Linked DNA regions of Mus musculus: all the other regions are linked to region 3. Evidence: chromatin contacts called from public ChIA-PET, Hi-C and promoter capture Hi-C data. All regions are on one chromosome and are shown on one strand. Each heading gives the region's core, a stretch centred on a gene start, on an enhancer-like site or on the middle of the called end of the contact. The rest is flanking DNA. Distances are from core to core; before and after follow the strand shown.

Region 1 (3,851 bases), core at 792-3,291, 950 kb after region 3:
TTCTTTGGCACTGCCTACAAGGTGGCTGCCATCTGTTTTGCTGCATCATGGCTGTTCGCCGGCCTCTGGTGAAGCCCAAGATCATCAAAAAGAGGACCAAGAAGTTCATCAGACACCAGTCAGACTGATACGTGAAAATTAAGGGAAACTGGAAACCCAGAGGCACTGACAGCGGGGTACAGAGAAGATTCAAGGGCCAGATCCTGATGACCAACATTGGTTACAGGAACAACAAGAAAGCCAAGCACATGCTGCCTAGCGGCTCTAGAACTTTCTGGTCCACAATGGCAAGGAGCTGGAGGTGCAGCTGATGTGTAACAAATCTTGCTGTGCTGAGATTGCTCACAGTGTGCCCTCTAAGAACTGAGGAGTCATCGTAGAAAGAGCAGCACAGCTGGCCATCAGACTCATTAATCCCAACGCCAGGCTACTCAGTAGAGAACATGAATAGGTGGCTTGTGTGCATGTTTTGTGCCACGCCCCCAAGATGGCATTTGTCAACCTGTCTACACAGTGACCTACTATGTTCTCTACTAATGTTCAACATCTACACTGCTGACTTCTTTTTCCCATCAGCTCTGCCCTCCTCTCCTACAATGATAAGCAATAAGCAAACATGTCTGTTAGGAAGAATTACAGCGAATGTCCTTACAATCACAAGTAATGGGAAACTGCCTTATAATTATTGCACACCACTCCCCATTCTTTTAAAGTCAGTCACCCAGACTGCCTCACTGAAGACCACAGCCTTCATCCCACCGTGTCTTCCTAAAGCCAACAGATTTAAATTATTTTTAGCCTCTTCTCCCCTGCATTTTTCTCCATTTACTCAAGTCTTCTGTCTTTCAGTAACAATTCTAAATACCGGCTCAGGTCTCTATTCAAAGTGCTAAATTTTGCTGCCGATTCTGCCCAGTTATATTCGAGCTATATGCACTTGCTAACAAAATTTCAAACATAGAGTATTCTAAGAGGATGTTTAATAAAATCTGGGAATCGCACAAAAATTTCTAGCAAGAAACAGAGATCCCAGATTCCCAGGGGAGACTTTCTACTCATACCTCTACCATGTAAATCTTGCTTCAAGCAAACATAATTCTCATGACTTAATTACTCTACATTACCTTCCACTGAAGAGGTTGTGGTCATTCTTTGGAAGTACTTGAACTCGTTCCTGAAAGTTAGAGAAACAGTTAACCCGTCATGTATGCTCAGGCTCCATTCAGCGACGAAAGGTGCAAGTCCGGTGTGGGTGTGGGGGGTGGTGTTGCTGCCCGCTCAAGGACAGGACTTTGCTCCCGGCCAGGGAGCCTGTGAGCAAAGGCTGGCACAGCAGGGGGATCACCGCGGGAACCGGTAGCTTGGTCTCTGGCTGAGGCCGGTAGGCCTACCGCTCACGCCCGTCCCGCGCGTCCAAGCCAAGTGCATGACCCTACTCAGTGAACCGCCTCAGTTTCCCGAGCCCAGCCCGGCCAATACCTGAGCGGAGGCCAGGGTAGGTCTCCGTTCTTGCCAATCCCCATATTTTGGGACACGGCGACGATGCAGTTCAATGGTCGAACCATGATGGCAGCGGGGATAAAATCCTACCAGCCTTCACGCTAGGATTGCCGTCAAGTTTGGCGCGAAATCGCAGCCCTGAGCTGTGTACCACTTGCGCAGCTTAGGCCCCGCCCCCACCAAGGCCCGCCGCGCATCCTATTTGTGCAGCTAAGGCTCCGCCCCTACCAAGGCCCGCCGCGCATCCTATTTGTGCAGCTAAGGCCCCGCCCCCACCAAGGCCCGCCGCGCATTCTATTTGTGTAGCTAAGGCTCCGCCCCCAAGGCCGGTCCCGCACAGGTTGAGGCGTGCGCGCGCGCAGGCGCGAGAAAGTGCGGCCGCGCGCTCGCGCTCCTAGCAGGCCGGCTCTTCTGCACACTGCAATGCCCCGCGGGAAATCCGCGTCGGGAGGCTCTACTGCCGCCGGCCCAGGCCCGGGGAGGCAAACGGTTCTAAGCCGGTTCTTCAGGTCTGCGGGAAGCCTAAGATCCAGCGCGTCCTCCACGGAGCCAGCAGAGAAGGTAAAGTACGGCTCCGCGGCGCCCCTAGCGTCCACCTAGGCGAAGGCCGTCCCGGGCGGGTTCTGTCTGGGACGGGGCGGAGCTAGAGGGCGGGGTGGGGCCGGACCGCTAGGGGCGGGGTCAGGGTGGGGCGGGTGCGTAGCCGTCGTGGCCGGAAGCGGAGGCCTTATGGAGAGCTTATTAATGGTGGGTAGGGCTAAGGGGCGGGGCCAGGGAAGGCTTAAGGTGGCGGCTTCTTCTGGTCCTTGTTTTAGTTGACTTTTTTACCCGACCAGCGGTAATAGATTTGAGGTCTTGGTGCTTCCAGTCGGTAGCCGGAACCCGAGCCAGAAACTTCTATCGTGGTGAATGGCGAGGACTGGCCGGCCGGCCCAGGATGCGTTTTTTAACCTCTGTTCTTCATTCTTTCCTTTACATTTTCCCTACTGTATTGATGGTTGAAGAGGAGCTTTATTTACATATGCTTGCTTGGCTGACTAGAAGAAAGCTGTCATTAAGGCTAGTTTCTCAGAATTCAAAACCATGTGCTCTGTCTTTCTGATCCCCGTGCCAGAATATCGTTTTACTGTACAGATTTCCAGTGTAAGCATTTAGATGGATGAAGTTTCTGTACATGCTTATAGTTGGCTACTTCCTGTTGCTTGCAGCCCATCAGATAGTTCAAAGCAAAGCAAAGAGAAACAAAACCAAAACCCCATCGTGATACTGCCACAAACACAGGCCCAAGGATGTTTCCCACACTAGCTGGCAATGTGTCACACTTGTTCAGGGTGAGTTAAGGCCTCGGTCATTTCCCAGACTGAAGATGTAGAAGGTGATTGTAACGGGCATCTCCTGTATTTTACTGCAGTTGCAAATCAGTTTAAGAATCTTAACCCATTTCATTTATATTTCTTTCCAATACTGACTAATGCTCTACTCTCTCTTTTTAAGGCTTTTTTTTTATTTCTGTACATTCACTAAGATTCATTTTGCACTCACCACTGAGAGGATATTAGGCAAAAGTTTTAAGTTTTTCATAGATTATCTGCCAACAGATAGTCTCAGGACATCTTTTAATAGTGAATGGAAGCTTTGAAACAGGAAATACATTGGTCGTTTATTACTCCTCTTCCTTCTATAATTTTGCATTTTGAAAATAGATTTTTTAAAATTGATCTTGTAGAAGTATTTTATTTAACATATGAGTAGGAAAGTAGAGAATTCCACATAATTTTAGTAGAATGTGAGGTAATGAGAGACTGTTCCTGCCAGTTTCTGTCTCTGATGGCAAAAACAGTCACCCCCAACAGCCTTTTCAGAGTAAAAAGTAGAGTGGCAGGCAGGAACTTACTATCATTCTGCAGCAAGGTTAAATAACTCCAGAGACTTCAAGCTTTAGAATAGTGTTAATACACCATTTCCAACCTTCCCGATACAGGTGACAGAAGGTGACAGCAGGAAGAGGTCACTGGGAAATGGTGGGCCCACTAAGAAAAAAGCAAGGAAAGTTCCAGAGAAGGAGGAAGAAAACATCTCAGTAGCAGCTCACCACCCTGGTGAGTGCCAGAGACTAAGTATTCTCAGCTGCTGGCTTCCCCAGAAGGCAGAGGGGATCATGGGAGTGCTGAGCTTTGTTTTCCTGTGTAGGGAAGGAGCCCTGCTGCTCCTCAGCTGCTGGTTGAGAGGCTAGGCCCACAGAGGAGCTCAGTTCTCTTAGTAGTTCTTCCAACTTTCTCTTTTGTTCACTATTGCTGTATTTTTTAAAAAGTGTGTATGTGTGTTTTGCGAGTGTGTGTGTGTGTGTGTGT
Region 2 (3,791 bases), core at 105-2,604, 980 kb before region 3:
ATTCTTTAGCCTCTAACACTCAGAGAGGTTAGCACAGGAGCACAAAGTAACTTTTGTAGTTGAGCTTGGATTTCAACAGGTGCTGAACCCTGAGTCAGAACCAGGTACAGGCAGCTGCCGAGGATCTGGGAGCAGAGCCCCCAATCTTAGATTCTTTCCACCTTGTGGTGATCACTGTTGGATGCCTACTTCCTAATTAGTTGGCTGCCTTAGAAGCAGCTGCTTTGTCATCCCAACCTGGATTCTACCAGACTACAGCACGTTGTGCGTGGGTGGGTGGGTGCGCTTTCACATTGGGGAAAGTTATTATTGCCTAGGTGACTTTGCCTAGCGCAAGGCCCTCAAAAAGCTATGGATAATTAAATCTGGGTTTTTCCAGTTCTTAGGTCCCTGCCAAATAAAAATAATTCTGGGTTCACCCAAGTGCCCTTCTGTTAAAAGTGGAAGGAAGGATAGAGTTGAGAAAGCCATGTCCTCTCAACAAGTTCCGGGTGGTGCAATGACTGATATGTCATTTACTGTAGTTTTCAATAATCATTCCCGGCACTTGGAAGAAAAAAGGCAAATATTAGGAGGTGTGTATTCTGCATCCAAATGCCTGAAAATAAACGTCAACAATTTCTCTTCCATTATCAGTAACTTGAGGGTCTGGGTCGATAGACTCTGCCACCTACTCGGCCGTCCCACGTGCCCCCACCCCCCATTATTTATGAGTGGGGAGGGAGGATGGGAGACAGAGGCTGCCCCCCCCCCCTCCCCGCAGTGAATGTTGCCTTTTCTTGGAGCAACTCCGGATCCTCAGCGCGAAGCCGCTTTCCGTGACTTCGCAGTAACCTGGGATCGGAGGACCGGCTGGGTTTCCCAGGTTGGGGTGTGTCGGGCAGCGATGTTTTAAGTTGCTTTAGGGTTCCTATCCTCTCTGGGGTCTGGAATCTTTGGTGTCTGCGGCGGATGTTTTCGCACCTCAGCTACTCGCTCTCCAAGTCTTGTCTCCCCCACCTGCCACGTGGGACCTGCGCGCACCGTCCTCCCCTACACAGGCCACCACCCCTTCCCCAAGCCGCACTAGGTGGGTCCACGGCCCGGGGCTTGGAACCTGCCCTCCGCCTGCGCTCGCCCTTCGGTCGGAGGCAGAGCCCGGAGCGCAGATCCAGGCGGGAAGGGACGGCCGGATGGCTGGGCGCCGCGGGCCTCCGCCGCACCGGGCATGCTCAGTGGCACGGCCGGCTCGGTGGCCCGCGAGCTGCACCCGGATCTGTGCGGCGGCGGCGGCGACGTGAGCGCGCAGGGGGGCGGCGGCCTCGCCTCGTCTGTGTCTCGGCGCCGGGCTCGGGTGGGTGACGCGCAGTGCCGGGGCAATGTCGGATTTTGACAGCAACCCGTTTGCGGATCCGGATCTCAACAACCCGTTCAAGGTGAGCGCCCGGCCGCGGCCCTGGCCCGCGTTGGGCGTCGCGGTGGCCGTGGAGGCCCTGTCGGGAGGGTCTCGGGACGCAGCGTCACCACTGGCCGCGCCACCAGCCAGGAGGCTCGCACCGGGCCGCGGACCGGCCGGACCGGGAGCCGGGTCCGGAGCGGAGCGGGGCATGTGTGGCCGCCACTAGTCCGGTCGGCACGGCGGGCCGCGGGGCGGGGGCCGGGAGGCCGGGGCGCCCGGGCTGGGGTTGTCATGGGGACCTGGCACCGGCGCTGCGTGCCGGTGACGGCCAAGGTGTGCGGGAGAGAGGCGCGGATACACGGACGCTGCGATAAAAGGATAAAGGGGTGTTTTTTATTATCAAAACTCGGTTGCTCCCAGAGCCACCAGTGGCGCTGCCAGAGGCCCCCTTCCCCACCGGGCCCAGTTTAGGGGAACGGGCATCAAACAGAAGTTAAAAATAAATAAACATCTGGAAACAATAGTGCACACGGGCATCTCCCCACCTAGCTGCTGTTAGGGAGGTGGACCCTGGGCCATTTTCCAAGCTGGGAGTGCGTCACCGGGGATCCGAGCTGTTTGAGGATTCCGTTCCTCACGTGAGTGAGCTCTTTCCTTCATGGAGTGGACCTGATCGGATCCCAAGCCTCAGAAGGGCTTGGCATAGAAATAAATGCCTAGGCAGGCCATTTAAATGTTAGGCATCTGCTCTAAAATTTAATGCCGCGTCCGAGAACTTTGCCTTGAAAAGTACTTTGGTTTTCTTAAAGACTGTGAGGCATAGCAAGGCAATTTCTTCCAACTGTTGGCTTGGTTAGTTCTTTCTTAATTGCTCTGACTGTGTGCAGCTCAAACTTTAATTTGTAGTCTCAAAGGTGAAGTAGGAACTAATTTGTGGGCACCCAAGTGCTGCTTCTGGCCTGTTGGGTTTACCTCTTTTTAGTCCTTTTGTGGCTTACCTGCAATATTGAAGCAAAAGGCACCCCTGTTCTGATGGTTTTAACCTCATGTCTTCATGAAGGATTCTTTTAATGAAGTTATCCCCCTTATACCTGACAGCTGGACTCATTTTGCAAAACTACAGAGAAAGCTGTTATGGTTGAGTTGACTGTAACTTTCAACACCTGGTCCTCCCGATCTATTCATTTGCTTTTTTGTTTTGGTTTTCATTGTTGTTTTGAGACAGGGTCTCACTAGGTAGTGTACCTGGCTTTGGAACTTTCTTTCCTTCTACCTCAGCCTGCCAAACTCTGTAATTGCAGATAAAAGGCTCAGGTACACTTTAAAGGGCGGTCCATGCTCCCTCAACCCCCTGAAGTTTTTGTTTCATTTACTATTGGACTCACTTCCATGTAGTGAAAATTGGATTATTCTGATATTATGGATATCCAAAAGAAACATTTCATAATTTGTCAAGTGAGTGTCATTTAAAAATAATTAGAGATGAAACATTAAGAGCCCATTAGTCTCTCCTAACTTAGATAATTCAGTGATGCTGTTTTTAAGCATCTAACCACAAGGCTGTTGGTTTTATATCTGGACATCCAGTTCACAGTTCCTTTCATATTAGTCTCTTGTTAGGGCAAGATCCTAGCTTCTTATCACAAATTGATATTTTGTAATATGTGATCTTACCATGACACCTCCCGTTTCTGCTGGGCATAAGGTTGCTGTGATAATTCTAAACACATATAGGTTTTAAGTATTAATCATGGAAGAAAATGATTAACATTTTCTGTTTCTGTAAGGAGATGCATTCAGGACAGTGATTATCCAAGTCCATAGAATGTTCTAAAGTCTGGATAATTTGTGTCTAAGGAGGTTTGGCTGAGTATTTGTACCGTGGTTCTCCACTTGTAGTGACTGTCACACCACAGACAGTGTCCCTGGCTTTATCTTTGCATTTGTAACTAGTTACCCTTCTGTCTCTCAAAGGAACCTTTATATCTACAGGAGGTTGTTTTCCTTCTGCTTCATTTTGGGTAGAAGTGACTTTTGAAATACTATTTCTTTTTCATGCCCTTGTTTACAAAGTTCCCAGGACTCTTACTGTTACTTTCTGGTCGATTTTCTTTTTAAATCTTGGTGTTGACATTTTGTTATCCATGCTCCATAGTTCATTCCTCCTTGGTGTTGGTTTGTGTATTTGTTTTTTGAGACTCTTGTAACAAAAGCTGGCCTTGAACTCCTGATCATTGGATTAGCGGCCTTCGTCAGCACACCTCAGGCCTCTGGGATGTTGTTTTCACCCGGCACTGTTGTGTTAGGAAACTTTTGTAAGCATCTTTATTTGAGCCCTGAAAATCATTCAGAATTGAATCTCCTAAGATGATCTAAGGCTTACTTGATTTTATTGCTTTGCTGCCTTCAGTTC
Region 3 (3,362 bases), core at 611-3,110:
ACAACACCGTCAACCAAACCTAAGATGGCAAAATTTTAGTAACCTATATAGCAGTTTGATCAATTAAGAGGTACAGGGTAGACTAGTGCACTGTCTTTATATATATATAATTAATAAAACTATAACTGAGTTACAAACATTACACATTCTAATTAGGACCTCTGGTGTCGCTCTACAATAATGCAAATAAAATCTCTAATTTAAAGTAGTACCCGTTTTGCAAGGGATCGGATTTAAAAATATGGTCACCACCACCGTTCAACTCCACACAAGCATAAGCAGATTTAAAGCTGTGATAAGCACAAAATCCTTACCCCATTTTGCCCAATGAAAACTTGCTCTGAAGTTTCTGCTCTTATGCTACAGAAATAACTTCCAAGGAATTTTCTCCGTCTGTTATTTTGCAGTTGCTTTTCCACCCCCGAGATCTTTTCCGGAGGCAACTCAACAAGGCAGACAATTCAGTTAGTTCTTGTCGGTAAAATGATTTCACTCGCGCTGACACCAAAATGTTCAAACATTTGGAATTTGAAAAGGTTGCGCGGAGAATATAGCACTTAACTATTCCACAAAATTAAGCGTACGTGTAGAAAAAACGCAAAAGCCAGCTTCAGCAAGTCTGATAAAAAATGAGTTCGCTGGTCATTTCGCTCACGTCTTCCACGACACTCAGGCAGCCAGGTTACTCGGCCTTTTTGGGCTAAGGCGGTGGGTTCAAATTTCACCACACCAGGTCCCTGGGGGTGGAGCGTGCAACCCAACGCGACGTGCACTTGAATAAAAATCCTACAGGCAGCAATGCTACTGCCTCCCTTACGTTTAAAAAAAAAAATTATATAGAAGAAATCTCGAAGTGCAAACCCCAGCCGCTCCCGATGTGCACGGCACACCACATTGGAATCTGTCCTTTGAATGTTCGTCCTCCTAAGACTCGGAGCAGAGAGGAGGTGGAGAGCAGGCAGAGAAGGCTGGGAAGGATCGATTCGTTTTCCCGAGGAGCAGCAGCGGAGCCATTTCCAGGCTGGCAGCTAGCTGGGGGCGCAGCCGCCGGGGAGCAGCGCAGGGGCCCGAGCCCACCTCCTTTGGCTTCCCGGCCCCCGCCGAGCACAATGGAGCCCCGCTCGCGGCCGCCCCCTCTTCCCGCCTCTCCTCGCAGCACCCGCGGCCTCGGGCTCCCGACGGCGGAGAATGAATGAATCAGAGAACCCAACCCCGCGCGGTCCCCTGCACCCAGCCCCCAAGCTCCCGGCGGCCGCGCGCTGAGGCGAGAGGCTGGCGGCTCGTCCGAGGCACGGCAGCCGCGGCTCGTGCCCCCACCCCGGCTCGTCTCTCCCGCTCCGCGCCGCCTCACATTCCCGGGGCTGCCGCTGCCTCCTTACACTCCCCTCAGCGGCTGACTCCGTCGGCCCGGGCGGCCTGGCGCCCGTCGCTGCCTCTGACTCCACGGAGCGGGCTCCGAACCGAGCGCAGCCGAGGGCGCCGCTTCCCGGTCCGCGCCGCCGGCGTGAGACGAGCACGGCAGCGGAGCAGGAGAGGGGGCGGGGCGGGGCGGGGCGGGGCGGAGAGCGCGGCCCTCCCGGCTCGAGGGGCGGAGCGCTGCCGCCGCCGCAGGCCGGCGGAGGAGGTGGGGCGCGGCGGAGGCGGGGCCCGGGCTCGGACCGGGGCGCTGAGGAACAACACCGGAGGGGATGAGCTGGCCGGTCCGTCGGTCCGTCCCTTTTTCCTTCCCCTCCCCTAGCGGCCGGCGGCGGACGGGCAGTGCGCTCGGCTCCTGCGCTGGCTCTGGGCCGCCACGGCCTCGTCCGCTCCGCACGCCGGGTGCTCGCGCTGTGTCTCCATCCTCCCCGCAGAAGGACCTTTAAATAGCAACGTCAGCGCGCTCCTCTCCGCACATACGTCACCCTCCGCTCACGTCAGCTTGTGCGGGGGATGATGTCACGCGGCCGGAAGTACTGCTAAATTAGGGAAAGAGCTGGGGGAGGCGGGCTGAGCGAGCTGCTCCGGGCCCACCTGCTCCCGGTTCTCTCGCTTCTCCTTAAAGGCCAAGGCGCCGGAGACAGTCTGAGGAGAGCTCGGAGAAGGAAGCGGCGGGAGGAGGTTTCCTTGGCACAAATGTGCCATATGCGAATGAATCACTCATAGCAACAGTGCCGAAGTGTCGCCGGTAAAGTCCTGTCTCCCTCTCCCACTGGGTTTGCAGCAGCATCCCCGGGCTGTTCACATCCCAACCTGCAGGGAATCGTGGGAGGGAGAGTGATCACTGCTGGTAGACTCGGGGAAAACCACCGTTAATTTTAGGAATCCTAAATACCATTCTGAACATAGTCAACTTTTAAGCTTTCTCCCCTCCTAAAGGCGTGCGTTTTAACTTAAAAAAAAAAAAAAAAAAAAAAAAAAAGAGTAGAGTTAGGAGCAAACCTCTTGTTACAAAGGATAGTAATTAAAGCAGAATGAGATTTCCAAATGTTCTAAATGTTGCAGTTCGCTGCATAGCCATGGTTCTGCAAGGCATAATGAGTCAAATTCATTAAAGTAAACTTAGTTCCCTCAGATAATTACCCTTCTACAGCATCGCAAGTGCCAACGAATCACCTTAGGTCTGACTTACCAAGGATATGAATTACAGTCTGGAAACAAAGTCCTACTTTATTAACACAAACATACGTTTGGGTTCCTGATTATTTTGAATCTTGTAAGCACAATAGCTCTCGAGTATATTTTCATTTTTTTTAATGTGGCAAGGATGACTAGCCGTCTATAAATTTATAGCTGCATATGTGAAATTGTGTTTTTAAAGTCATGAAGTTTTAAAATGGCCCTGTGTTGTTAAGGGCCTTTTATTGGTTAGACTCACAGAATGAGTTTTGCTTTTATTCCATTTAACTTGACAATTGTGGTTCAGAAATAGAAGTGCTGCACCCTGCTAAAGGCCATTAGTACTTCAGTTACTCCAAAGAGTCAGTGACCACATTTTACAAACTAAACTCATTTGACATGAAACATGAAACTCACTTCATTCAAAACCTGAAGTGACCCGAGAAATCCAGGACATGATATTATTACAAAATCATTAAATTGTCCTTAGAAGAATAGTACATCAATGCCAATGCAGTTCAAAAGAAAGTCAGCTAAAATTCTATAGATCATGCCAGGAGTGGTGGGTTTTGTTTTGCCTTGTTTGATTAAGATCTTGAACACCTGGGCTCTCTTCCCTAATCCCTCCTAAGCAATGCAGTTACAAGAATGTCCCTTGCTTGCCTGCTATATGTGGTTTTTAATACATGTTTTTAATGTTAACACATGATTTTTTTAATTAAGGAACAACAATTTTGCTTTTTTTTTCCATTGACATTTTCTTGCTT
Region 4 (3,787 bases), core at 1,160-3,659, 690 kb after region 3:
TCAAACTGAGCTCACTCAGGAATGCACCAACTACACAAGTGATGGCAAGTCTCTCTAAAGTGGTCTACGTAAAACTCCTGAACAAGATGCCCTGGTTCCCAGTGGGGACACAGGAGTTATGCCCAGTGCTCTCCTTGCTTGCTGCAATTACCATTATTTCAGCTCCAGTCAGGCCCAGTGACTCTTGCCCTCACCAAGGGTATGACTCATTGTGTGGGATTACAGACAATCTCCAGTCATATCTGGCCCGGCAAGTTCTCTCACCTACTCTAAGTCTGGCCTCTGTACTCTCTCCATTAAATCTCCATTCTAGAGGCATTTTCTCAGACAAGCGTCTCACCCAACCTTCCCAAGGCTGTTTTACTACCCAGCCTTGTTCCGAGACTCCTGGAACTGGATCTATTGTTGTTTACACGCTTATGGGATGTCCTTACACTTGTGTACACACACAGATCATTGCCAGCAGAGATGTTTGGCTTCCTACAATATATCCTCCTCCTAGCATTTAGCAGGTGCTTGGAAAACAATATATGGATACAACTGAGAGACTCAGCTTCTGATGACAGTGTGAGGTTTGAGGGGTTCATTTTGTACTAGTGGCTGAATCCAGCTAAGTGCATGCTAGACAAGCATTCTAACATTTAGCTAAAGCTCACGCCCTCACATAGCGATATAAAACCATGGTGTGAGCGCTGCTCACTGCACTGAAACCTACCACAGTGAGACCTTCAGCAGCCCTGAGAAACAGAAGTTATGATTCTGTGGGGAATGGCCAGGACTTGGTTCTTTCCAAAGCCCTAAGAGGGGGATTTTAGAAACAAGTCATACATCCTGGCAAAATATCACTCATACCAATATTTTTTAAAACTCACTTAAGTACTAACAATAAATTCTCAGAACCTGAAGTCAAGCACCTGTCAGGAAAGATCTTCACGGGGCTTCCAAGAGAGAAGGGCTGATGGCCCCAAATACATGCAATTACTTACTATACAATGAAAAGGGTTGCATCAAATTGAAGAGTATCACAAAACAACCAGAAAAATGGACTTGGAGGTGCTGCTCAAAGAGCACTTGCCTAGAACTTACAGCACCAGCAAAGAGAGAGAGAGAGAGAGAGAGAGAGAGAGAGAGAGAGAGAATGAATATTTGCAATTTTCTGAAAACAATCTTTTCTGCCCCTCTTGGTCTAAAAAGCCTGAATGGGTCATATTCCTTCGTCCTTCCTTTCCAGACATTGAGGGGACGGGCATCATTTTACTCAAACCAAAAAGCCCCACTTTCCTCATTTCTGAAAAATGCCAGCTTGACATACAGGGCCACCTCTAAGAGGACAGGACTACTATAGGCCACTAAACCTGATGGGTCCAGAGACACAGCTTAACCCCCTACAGCACGTACAGCTGGCTCCCATTGTCCTGACGTTCAAAGTAAACAAGACCAGTCCTGCACCTGAATGCCCACCCACCGCGATCAGATTCGAGGTTTTGTTTTTGTTTTTTATAACCCCTTAAAACCTAACAAAAAGACAACATGGGAGAAAGACATCCAGATGGCTTTACCTAGTTCGCTGTTGTTTTTCTAACCCTGCAGGAAAAAAAAGGGAAATTAGCATTAAAGGGCTAAAACCTAATAATTCTCTCCAGTTAGGAGCCTCCTATGGCTTGGATATCGTGAATTTAACTGGCAAGATTACAAAACAGGTTCCAGCAAGATGAGTTGCAAAGAAGGGAGCGAAGGCTCGTGCCCAGTCAGGGTTGGGTAGGGTCCGGTCGGTAAACCCATAAAGCAGGGCTGAGCCTTCCCTGTGCCTAGACTTGTGTCCGGGAGTTTGCAAATCGGATATCCAGACGTTCTCGTGAATACAGAGCCCCATGTTCTAGACCTGGAGATGCCAAACGCGGCCGCCCTGCTCGGACTGACCAGTTGTGCTCGGAGTACAGAAACAGAGATCTTGTCCAACCCCACGTTTTTCCTGGATTTATCCCACAGGCAGTGCAGTGGCAGGAGAGCTACGGAACTCAGAGCCACTACTCGAGGCTTCGACCGGAGGTGACACGTCCTGGGAACCGATGGGATCCTCAGCTCCAGACCCGCTCGCCCTGCCAGCCCGGAATCCCGGAGGCCGAACACCGAGGTCGCTGGGGTTGCCTCTCGGGCTTCCCCGCGTCCCTTCCCGCCCACAGGGTTTCCAGAACTCGAGCTTGGCTCGCGTCGGTGTCCGCGATTCTGATAACCCGCGCGGCAGCCCGCCTCGCTCACCTGGCCAGCACAGCACCGGGCAGACATCACCGCGGCCGACGACCTCGCCTCGGGGACGCTGCCCGCTGGGCCCGTCACTCGGGCCCTCTCGGCTTGGTCCGCGAGCGCGCGACTGAAGAAGCTCGTCTTGCTTCCTATCCCCGAGCCCAGCAGCCCAGCTGAGAGCCCCGTACCCTGGCCCGAAAACAACCGCCGCCAAGCCCCGCCCCACAGGCTCCGCCCTAAGACCGCCCCGAGTGTAGGTTCCGCCCCATATCCTAGGCCCCGCCCCTTGAGCGGCCCGGCGGATGGCTATGGCCCCGCCCCTTTCCGGGCAGCACAGTGGGCTTCTTCCTCTCTGGCACTTCCGCCGGAGTTAGACCAAGGGAATGCAGTCTTTACAAGCTCTCGGGTTTTACTGACCCGCCGGGTTTCGCGGCGCTCCTCCGCCCCGGATCCAGTAAACTAGATCCGCTTGCCTTTGGTAGTTAAAACCGTAGCCCTAGAGGAAGACTCCCTCCCGAATGCCCTGCGCTGGTCCCTCCACGAGGGCGCCACTGGTATGGGACTGCGATCGCCTTACTCCTCAGGCATCTACCAGATCCACGTTCGGGAAACCCCTCTGTTCCCGCACCCCCTCAGATGCCAGGTCTCCCCAGGCGCCTAGCTGTTCCACCTGCTGTTCCCGCGGAACTCTGACCGAGAGTCGATCTGGGAACCTAGGTTGGGGTCCTAGTTGCCTCTCAGCTGACCCACGTTGAAAGGAGGATTCCAACATTTGCTTGTTGGATGCCAAGGGAGTGCCAAGTTTTGCTCTCTACCTGAATCTCTTCTCACGGTTACTTCAAATGTAAAACCATTTCTGTTAGTATGATTTTTACACCAATGCCTTTTTGGTTGGAAGAGTATTTCAGATAAACATTGCTGTACCCGTGTGAGGAAAGTGACAGCGGATAAGTAACTTGAATAGCTTGCCTAAAGCCTTGGGAAGTGAAAACGCCTAGCTGACAATCCTAGCCTAGCGTCTGATCCTCAGGCACAAAACCCAGGACTTGACCTTCCCTGGACAGAGCCTTTGCCTATAGTGTCTTGGGAACTTTAGGAGATAGAAACTAAAAAAAACTGTTTTTGATAATCCGTGCTTTAGTTATTACCAACGCTGAATCTTCTGGCGTCTTAGATCCAGGAGTTTAGAGTAACACACACAACCGAGCCCTACTTGGCGGTTAAGAAAAGTTATGAAGACAGTGGCTGTAACTAAAAATAAGAAGGTGTGGGAGGAGCAACCTGCTGGGTGGCAGCCTGTAACTCAGAGCCAGGACCTCCGCAGGGCTTCACAGCGAGCTCCATTGTTTGCTGCAGGGCGGTCACTAGACTTAGAACTTCAGCCCCTGGGGAAACCGGTCTGACACCAAGAGTTTGTCTTTGTGGGAACCGACCAAGAGGTGGGGGAGGGGGGTAAACTGTCCAAACCTTTGAGCTGGAACTTACCCACTCTTTTAGGAGACCCCTCACCCAGTGTCCCAGTGTCACTGGATTAGGATCAGAG

The links. Hi-C and Micro-C count contacts between places; a contact is called where the count stands out from the background. ChIA-PET counts read pairs in DNA pulled down with a chosen protein or histone mark. Capture Hi-C pulls out chosen DNA fragments and counts their contacts.
Region 1: a Hi-C map of pre-B cells shows a contact between it and region 3, with 4 times the contacts expected there. The contact joins the promoter of Dhfr here to the promoter of Homer1 in region 3. A contact is called at or near these places in 5 of 39 promoter capture datasets (the C10 cell line, hippocampal neurons, liver and 1 more), 5 of 484 Hi-C or Micro-C datasets (CD4 T cells, embryonic stem cells, muscle stem cells and 2 more), 2 of 115 datasets of contacts at active chromatin or transcription factors (memory CD8 T cells and thymic regulatory T cells) and 2 of 9 other capture datasets (liver and pancreatic islet).
Region 2: a contact with region 3 is called in an RNA polymerase II ChIA-PET map of memory CD8 T cells, with 9 read pairs. The contact joins the promoter of Scamp1 here to the promoter of Homer1 in region 3. A contact is called at or near these places in 1 of 39 promoter capture datasets (liver), 2 of 115 datasets of contacts at active chromatin or transcription factors (memory CD8 T cells and microglia) and 2 of 9 other capture datasets (adipose tissue and liver).
Region 4: a contact with region 3 is called in a promoter capture Hi-C map of adipose tissue. The contact joins the promoter of Serinc5 here to the promoter of Homer1 in region 3. A contact is called at or near these places in 3 of 39 promoter capture datasets (hippocampal neurons, liver and pre-B cells), 2 of 484 Hi-C or Micro-C datasets (LSK cells and embryonic stem cells), 5 of 115 datasets of contacts at active chromatin or transcription factors (astrocytes, differentiating embryonic stem cells, memory CD8 T cells and 2 more) and 3 of 9 other capture datasets (adipose tissue, embryonic stem cells and liver).

The regions. Positions count from the first base shown.
Region 1 is chr13:92,352,973-92,356,823 of GRCm38.p6, reverse strand. Dhfr (dihydrofolate reductase) reads right to left here and starts at 2,041. Exons shown (of 6, transcript NM_010049.3): 1 at 1,480-2,041; 2 at 1,125-1,174. The coding sequence starts at 1,565. It overlaps Msh3 (mutS homolog 3), which reads left to right and starts at 1,821. Exons shown (of 24, transcript NM_010829.2): 1 at 1,821-2,061; 2 at 3,482-3,599. The coding sequence starts at 1,924. It also overlaps the pseudogene Gm19308.
Region 2 is chr13:94,282,844-94,286,634 of GRCm38.p6, reverse strand. It overlaps Scamp1 (secretory carrier membrane protein 1), which reads left to right and starts at 1,354. Exons shown (of 9, transcript NM_029153.1): 1 at 1,354-1,415. The coding sequence starts at 1,359.
Region 3 is chr13:93,302,255-93,305,616 of GRCm38.p6, reverse strand. Homer1 (homer scaffolding protein 1) reads right to left here and starts at 1,860. Exons shown (of 10, transcript NM_147176.4): 1 at 315-1,860. The coding sequence starts at 319.
Region 4 is chr13:92,609,760-92,613,546 of GRCm38.p6, reverse strand. It overlaps Serinc5 (serine incorporator 5), which reads right to left and starts at 2,409. Exons shown (of 12, transcript NM_172588.2): 1 at 2,260-2,409. The coding sequence starts at 2,286.